2 separate regions of the Pan troglodytes genome follow, and region 1 is linked to region 2. The links are chromatin contacts, called in public HiChIP or PLAC-seq maps. All regions are on one chromosome and are shown on one strand. The core of a region is the stretch at or near the end of the contact, and the rest is flanking DNA. Distances in the headings are between cores, read along the strand shown.

The links. HiChIP or PLAC-seq counts read pairs in DNA pulled down with a chosen protein or histone mark.
Region 1: a contact with region 2 is called in an H3K4me3 HiChIP or PLAC-seq map of stem cell-derived excitatory neurons, with 4 times the contacts expected there. The contact joins the promoter of GNAQ here to the promoter of GNA14 in region 2. A contact is called at or near these places in 1 of 7 Hi-C or Micro-C datasets (stem cell-derived neural progenitor cells) and 1 of 1 datasets of contacts at active chromatin or transcription factors (stem cell-derived excitatory neurons).

What each region holds. Positions count from the first base shown.
Region 1 is chr11:68,510,996-68,515,209 of NHGRI_mPanTro3-v2.0_pri, forward strand. GNAQ (G protein subunit alpha q) reads right to left here and starts at 1,828. Exons shown (of 7, transcript XM_016960988.3): 1 at 1,117-1,828. The coding sequence starts at 1,252.
Region 2 is chr11:68,131,574-68,135,935 of NHGRI_mPanTro3-v2.0_pri, forward strand. It overlaps GNA14 (G protein subunit alpha 14), which reads right to left and starts at 1,922. Exons shown (of 7, transcript XM_528331.9): 1 at 108-1,922. The coding sequence starts at 231.

The DNA.
Region 1 (4,214 bases), core at 578-3,077, 380 kb after region 2:
CCCTGATCGCTTGATTCTGAACATCCTCCCAGAGATAATCATCAATAAATTTCTATTTGAGAAATGGCATTTTCTTGCTAACTTAGTGTTGAAGCAGAATTTTTTTTTTCAAGACTAGAGGGAAATTTTTCCTGTATGCTTCCCGTTTTTCCTTCTAGCCCAGATTCCAAAGATATTAAAATGCTATCTGTGTTAAACAAAAGGTTTCTATTGCCAAGAGAGTAACTGAGAGACTGCACTGGTTTTCGGTAGTAACTATTGTGAATTGAGGCCTACATCTAGGTTGCCTCATTAAACAAAAGATACCGGTCGCTGTCAACAACCACACAGCACAACGCTCCCCTACCCTCATCTTTATCTAGAAGGAATGGTGCAGACGAGAATAACGCCTGTCACCATCCACTGGCCAAGAAACTCTTCTAGGCTCCCTCCTTTCGATGGTCTGGTGGCTAGAGAACAGCACTTGTGTGACACATTTGGGCTTGCCCTCCCGCCTCGCCCCCAGTACACAGACCCTTTCCTTGGAGGGCCAACCACTTGGCTACCTCACCATGAGTGCTCCGGGAATCCAGCTGCGAGTCTGCCCACCGTTCCCCCATTCCCTCCTGACCCCATAGGGCACTGATAATGGATGCACACCGGCCACTCCACCGCAGGCCATCCCCCAACGTGCCCCGGCTCCGCTCGCCACCCGCTGGGCCACACACACGGCTCCCCACGCCACCACCCCATGGGGTGCCGCGGCCACGACACTGGAAGTTCAACCCCTCTGCCCACCTTTCCACCCCCGCGCCTCTGGTCGGAGTGATCTGCCATTTAGCAGATGCACAGCAGATAAAGCACAGCCCTCAGGGACACGAAAAGGAACAAGCCAAGGCACCGGGCAGGGCAGCCCCGACCCCTGTGCTGCGTGTGTTGTCGTTGTGTGTGTGTGTGTCTGTGTGTCTGTGTGTAACGTGCCCGCGCGGGTGAAGGCAGTGGCCGGGGGCGCGCCCGGGAGGGTAGGGGCGAACCGCGGGCGCCGGGGGGCGGGGGCGCCGAAGGCAGCTGCCCCGCAGGGCCAAGGATGGTGGGCTGGGGGCGCAGAGGCCCGGCGGGGCCCCGGACGGTACTCACCGAGCAGCAGCAGCTTGAGCTCCCGGCGGGCGTCCCGCTTGTCCCTGCGGAGCTGCCGCTCGATCTCGTCGTTGATCCGCCGGGCTTCCTTGGCCTCCTCGCTCAGGCAGCACGCCATGATGGACTCCAGAGTCATTCTTCCAAAGTGCCTCCGCTGCAGCCCCGCCGGCACCCCCTGCTCACAGCGCGCACACACACCCTCCCGCCCTCGCTCCCCCGAGGCAGCGGTGGCCGCCGAGCCCCCGCCGCCCGGGCGCGCGTCCGGGACGAGCTCCGGGAACCGCCGCGGGGGCGGCGGCCAGGGCCGGGGCCACCAGGTGGGCCGGGGGCGCGGTGGGAGCGGATGGTCTGGGCCGACGGGAGAAGAGAGGCGGGCGCGGGAGGCGGGCGCTGGCTCGGGGGGCGCGTGAGAGAAGGCCGCCGCGCCCGGCCTCGCTCAGACGCCCGCGCCTCCTTCCCCGGGAACAGGCGGCCCGCCTCGCCCCCCGAGCCGCCGCCGCCACCGCCGCCTGCGAGGCTCCCCTACGCCGTGCGCCTGGCGGCGAGAGCTCATCCACCGGGGTGTCCCCGCAGCGAGCGGCCGCCGACGGCTCCCCGCGCCCGGCGCGCCCGCTCCTCGCCGCCGCCTGACACGGCTCTCGGGCGCCCTCGGCCCTGTCCGCGCCCACCGCCCGGCTCGCGCGCAGACCCGGTTCCCGTCCCGCCCGGCAACCGCGCGCTCCTCCGCCTCCGCCTCCGCCCCCGCCCCCGCCAGACGCCCACCCCCTGCCCCGATTGCCAGGCGCGGAGCGGCTGCTCAGTGCGCGCCCTCCCCCTCGCCACACACACACATTTTCTTCTTTCTCTGAACTGGAGCACAGATCCGGGAGGGAGGAGGCGGCGGCGAAAGGAGGAGGGGGAAGAGGCGGAGGGGACGGGCGCGGGAGGAGGGAGCCGGGAGGCGGTGCCGCCCGGCCCCTCCTGGAAGGCTTTCCTGGGCTCGCGGCCGCCGCGGCGCGCCTCCCAGTGCGGCTCTCGCCTCGCCCGCGCGGCTCCCGGGCTGGGCCGGCCCCCGCGGGCTCTGCGGACGCCTACTGCTCCCGCACCCTCGGCAGAGTCCGCGGGCGCAGCAGTCACGGCCGCCCCCGGCCGAAGTCGGGGCCGGACCCGGCCGCCGACGCGCAGCCCGAGCCGGCGGCCGCCGTTGCGTGCCAGGGCCGCAGCCGACCTGCGGCTGCCGTCCGGCCGGGCGTGGTGAGACAGGAATATGGCGGCCTCTGCCTGCCTCAGCCCACCGGCCCGGGAGCGCGGCCGCGGCCCCTGCTGAAGTCGCGGGAGGCGGCCCCGCGGAGCCCCGCACGCGCTCCCTGCGGCGCCGGCGCTGGCGTCCGCCGCTCCCGGGCTGTGCCTGTCTGCTCCACGGGGTCGCTCCTCAGACGTTTGTGTGTTTCCCGTTCCTATTTCTAAAACGCCATTCGGTTAGAAACTCTCACGTCACCTCTGACACCGGTGCAGTCTTAGAAAATAAGCTCCTCTATACTATGTGGGGCTACTGGGGAAGGGAAGGAATTGGCACCGGTGCCCAGAGGTGTAGGGGGAGATTCACAGGCGAAGCTGTTCGCAAAGTAACGTGAGATAGAAATCTAAATCCTGAGCAGAGAAAGGAAGCTGCCCAAGTTTCCAAGAGCCTCCCGATAGGTTCCAACTTTTCATGCCTTTGTTTTTTTGGTGGTTGTTGGTTGTTTTTGTTTTTTTAAGTTGTTTTTGTTTTTGTTTTACAAGTTCTCTTGTTTCTGACAAGGCACACGATGTTTAGCCGCCGAGTAATCGAATTTACTCTTCTAGACTGAGATTGAATTATGGATGACTTATGGGAAAATGTAAAATAATGTGGAATAAAAGGAAAGGAAAGAATGAAATAAAAGAGAAACTAAGGCGGCCCCAGCAAAACGGCATTCTAGTTTTTTTGATTTGCAATATGTGATTGAGGCAGTAAACTGTCGTATGCACATTTCATTGTGATCGTCTACTGATAAATAGCACACGAAAATAATCTTGTTTAATCAGGCCCAGGAGATGAAACTCATATTGCTTCCTGCCTTAAAGGAACCTGAGGTCTTCAAAGAAAATTGTCTTTTATGAAGAGAACCGCTTTTTCACGTTTCATGTGTTCTCTGAAGTGTCCCTGGTGCAACCTGCTGATCCAGAGTGTAAGGTACGGTCATGACTCTGCTTTTGCTACAGATCAAGAACTCATATAGAGTTCTTAGACAACAGGTGTGTAACTTCCTTCTTTCTTTCATTTGCCATTACTCCACCGTTTCACACACATACACTCTAAACCACGATTTAAATCAAGCAAGTCAAGATATAAATGTATATTTTAGGTTCTCTGTTTAAAACCTAGAAAATAATTAAATTTCACCTTGCCCTGGAGAGCAGAGAGGGCAAACCTCAGCCCTTTTATGTGAATGCCTACAGAGAACAGCTAGACTTGCTATGAAATTAAAATTTAAAATCAAGTGACTAAAGAAATTAAAGATTGAAATTCAGTATGCAAAAATAGAAAGTGGCTTCAGGAGAAAAAATTTTAAGTTTGCATCCTCCGAATATATGTATGTATATGAGCTTTGGAGAGACACAGAACACTGGAAAACCAAATGACAGAAAGCTTGAAGTCTCTGGTTACCTACCCAGGGATCCTCTGAGACTTTTAAAAATGTCTTTTAAAATGAGCCATCAGGCTATCAGGTAATATGTTTTGACTGAATTGTCCTATTATTTGATGAATTCATCTGTTTCAGCGGGCTATAGATACAGTCAGAGTCTGTTCTGTCCCCCCTGTATCCCCCCAACATCATGAACACTCCCTGGCAACTTAGATACTTAAATGGATGCAATGAATCAATAGGAGAATGTTTCAAGTATTGGGGAGAAATCAGGCAGTAAGAAAAACCAACACTCTACAGTGATAAAGCCATATATGGGTGTCAAGAAGGAAACAGGAAAAGAAATTCCAAGTCTGAGCCCAGATCTATCCAAAAACCTTTTCATATTATCTGGAGAGCATTTGCCAAGCAAATATTCCTAGAGACTAAGTCAAACAAATAGAACCCATG
Region 2 (4,362 bases), core at 672-3,171:
CCCTGCACCCCACTGGGCTCCAGGGCCGCGCGGGTGCCAGTGGAGCGGCCGGGAGGGCTCGGGAGGGGAACGCCCGGCTCACTGGAGTCGGAGACGGAGCCACTCACCCAGCAGCAGCAGCTTGAGCTCACGGCGCGCGTCCTTCTTGTCCCGACGAAGCTGCCGCTCGATCTCCGCGCTGATGCGCTGCGACTCCTTCTCCTCCGCGGACAGGCAGCAGCAGCCGGCCATGGTGCGCTCAGCTCAGTACCCGACGGGGCGACGCGGCCCCGGGCACCCGAATCCTCGGCCCGGCCGCTCACCCGGCCAGCATGCGACGGACACAGGGGTGTGGAAAGAAAAGACGGGGGCCGACTTGAGCTTTGGAGTAAGACGCCTGGACCTCCGAGGCTCAATCCCCCCTCGAAAGTCGGCTCTGAGGCGGGGCGAATGCCGAGCGCTGGGAACGCTCGAGTGCACCGCGAAACCGGGCTCAGCCCGCCCCACTCTCGCTCTGGGGAGGAGGAGGGCGAGTCGAGAAGTTGGGAGCGTTGCTGGCCCCGGGAAGATGCGCGCGCCCCTTGGCACAGGAGCCGGACAGCAGTCAGGGGGCGCAGACGACAGTTGGAACGTCGGTGCTAGGGGGAGGATCTCCTGGGCCTAGGGGTGTCCCCAGGCGGGAGGTAGGCGCGGAGTGGGTTGAAGGCAAAGGACCTGGCTGGCCTTTGCCTGGAAAGTTCTGAAAACCTCAGCAGTGACCGCAGACTAAGACCGAGTGGAAAGGTTCCCGCTAGCGTTTGTGGCTCTAAGTGGCAGGAGGAGGCGGAGCATCTTGAACCTGCAGCCCTGGCGTCTGCTGGACTGGCCCGTCTGGGCACCCCAAGCCGAAGGCGCCTGGAAGTGAAAGGGGACGAGCAGGGGGCGCGGAGCTGGGGGTGGGAGCTGGCGCCTCTAGAAGCAGCCCCCACACTTGCCTCCCTGGCTGGGGGGTCCCGGCCAAGGTTTGCTGTAACCTGCGCGTCTGGCCGCCAGGCACCGTGTTCCGACAGGTGAGTGAGTTTCGCCAACTCACTCGCTCGGAGAAGGCGGCAGCAGGCTGGAAGAGGAGCGGCGCCAAGCGTCTGTTGCGAGACACAAAGCCCGAGGTCTCTACGCAGACCTGAAGTGGAAGCTTGCCCACCAGCTTCACCACCACGCACACCCGGATTTCCTAGACTGGCTCCTTCCGCTTCCCGGACGCCCCGGCCCAGCTCGGGCTTGGCCAAAGCCCTTGGTCAGCTCGGCAATTTGCCTGTGAAGTGTGGCTGGGCCTGAGCCTGCTGGCTCTGAGCTCGGAGAAGGAGCCGCCGCTGGGTTCAGTTATAAGAGAACTGCAAGAGCCCAGGGTAAATATCCTCTCGGCCTCCGGACGAGGGGGCTGGGGAGAAAGGGAACGGCTGATTGCTTTGCATTTTATGATGGGAAAGACACCTGCTTTGTAGAAAGGGCTGATACGTTCCTAGTAGCACCTGGCAAGTTTCCTGCCCAGCCCAGAAGCCTAACAGCCGCCTTGCGATTGTGTCCGCACTGACACCTTGGCCTGTATCCTGGACCGTCGGGGTCAAGTTTGAGCAGCATTAATAAAAACTTTAAAAGCACCTCTTAGTGCTTAAGTGACACGATAAAATGCGTATTACAACATCTGACTTTTGTCTGTGTAGATTTTGATGCAGAAAAGGGAAGGTGGGGAGAGGGGATCCTATTGGCCACAGCAATGAACGTTCTTTCCTTCTCAAGTCAGTATAGGCCATATGCTAATGGAGCGTTAGGCAATTAGCTAGTGCTTCCTCTACTAAGAGCAGGCATAAGTGCGTTTCATTTGAGTAGCATATATTTTATAAATTCAAACTGAGGATCACATTGAGTGGAATGGTACGTGTCATTATATAAAGAAGTTGGTATCGCGATGCTATCTGGCTGCATGTTCTTATTATTTTACAGTTTAAGAAATGTAGAGGAATCAGACATTAAAAATGTGCATACATACTTTAATGTGTGACTATTTTAGTTTTCTTGCAGGCATAAATTGACAGTAACAGTGACCCCTACAGGAAAACTCCTGGACATTTCAGATTTGATCTTTGGCCATTTAATAGCCTGTTTCTTCTCTCTTAGCTCTTACGGATTCATTTACAGTTTGAGAATAAGATCTCTTGGCTTCTCAAAGTCATGGTTGCATCATAATTGTTGCATGATAAATTTTATCATTTAAAAATTATAAAAATTGTTTAAATGATTAAAACTAGGGCAAATTTGAACTCTTACGTTAACGGGAATTACTGATACTGACCTATTAGGTTTAAAGTTGGCAAGATTTCAAAAACAGTCATGAAACGTATTGATTAGGGCAAATCTGTACAACTTTCCTGGGCTAGTCAGCTTGGCAGTATATATCTGAAGCCTTAAACATGTCCGTCCCCTTCGGCCAAACCAGTAATTTCTCCCTTAAGAAATAACTAGAAAGAAGCCTCATGATTGATGCGAAGGTTTTATTGCCAATACAACAACAAAAACTCACAACCTAAATACCTAACAACAGGGAAGAGATCACTTAAATCATGGTTTATCCATAAAATGAGATGTTTTGGGGCCATTAAATATGTGGCTATGCCAGTAGTAAACATGTGAATAAATTTGGAGAAAATCCTCAAAATATATTGAATGAAAAAGGCAAGATCCAAAAATATAAAGAGTATGATAAGATTTTAGTATAAGAATACGCATACACATTTTTAAGAGACTAAAGGGACACAATTAAAAAGGTAGCTTGCTGTGAGTCATGGCTGTTTGGTTGATTTTCATTGTTCATTAGAAAATTTGGGCCGGGTGCAGTGGCTCACGTCTGTAATCCCAGCACTTTGGGAGGCCGAGGCGGGCAGATCACCTGAGGTTGGGAGTTCGAGACCAGCCAGCCTGACCAACATGGAGAAACCCCATCTCTACTAAAAATACAAAATTAGTCGGGTGTGGTGGCACATGCCTGTAATCCCAGCTACTCGGGAGGCTGAGGCAGGAGAATTGCTTGAATCGGGAAGGCAGAGGTTGTGGTGAGCCGAGATCACACCATTGCACTCCAGCCTGGGCAACAAGAGCCAAACTCCGTCTCAAAAAAAAAAAAAAAAGAAAGAAAGAAAGAAAATTTGGGGCAGCTTGCATAAAATTATTTAGGCTCCACTTTCCTTAACTATAAGATGAGAGGGATAAGCCAGAATAAGCTCAAAAGGATCACCCAACTCTAACATGCATTATTTCTTTGATGACATTCACACTTATCCAAAATAAATTTATTTAAAAATAATCAAAAACCTAAAGTTGTTATTGAGCATCAGCCACTGGTAAGAAATAGAAAACTGGGATATCACAAGTCAATCATTTTTATACTTCTATGTTTTATTCATCTCTATTTTCCTTATCTGTAGAATCTGGAAGGTAAAATGATAATAATTTTAAGATATTAATTCATTGGAAACATCTTTCCAGGAAGGGGTAGTTTTGAAAAGAGTTCTTAATAAAAGAGAATATTTATTTTCCTAAGTTATTTCAAAAAAGCTGCAATTTTATTTTATTCATCTTGAAGACGAGAGCGCAGACTGGACCTGAGTTTCAGATATCCACCAAGTGTGGGGCTACAAGGGTGAGCTAATTGTCTGATATCCCTCTGAATGTCCACTGGGTCCATACCAGCCCCTGTACCAGGCAGTGAGGATTCAGGTAATAAGACGATTCCAGACTTTCGGTAGAGCTATAGTCTAGTAGAAAGAAGTAAAACTGAGACCCTGAAATCTGAACCTACCCCTTCCTACTTCCTTCCAGAGAAGAGTGAGAGCACAGAGTCACCTGGAGGCGCTCCCCAGGCCTACAGATATGCACAGCAGCCTCATCTCCCATCACTCTCCTGGAACTCTAGACAAATGGAATTTTCTGTTCTCCCTACCTCCTGCCTCCATGCCTTGGTGCATGCTGTTCCATCTTCCAGGAATACCATCTCTCACCCTAGGCAAAATTAGGTAATTTCTTTTTCAGTTACATCTCTTCTGAGGAAGCAACTCCAGCCCTTGTCAGTTACATCCATCTTTCCCTACTGCTGGAACACTGTCAACATCTCACTCTATTATACCCGTCTGTTTCTTCTAATCTATGAGTTACTCACAGGTAAAGAGTTTTTCTTGCTTATCCTGGTATTCCTAAATTAGCAAGTTTCAGTTGACTAACCTTAAATACTGAAACCAAGAAGAATTAGTCTGAGATGCAAGAAAAGAAGGTTCTTGTGGTGGGAGACAGTGAAAACCAATAAGCAAGTACAAAACAAATGAATGTATAACTTAGGAAGAACTTGTATATATG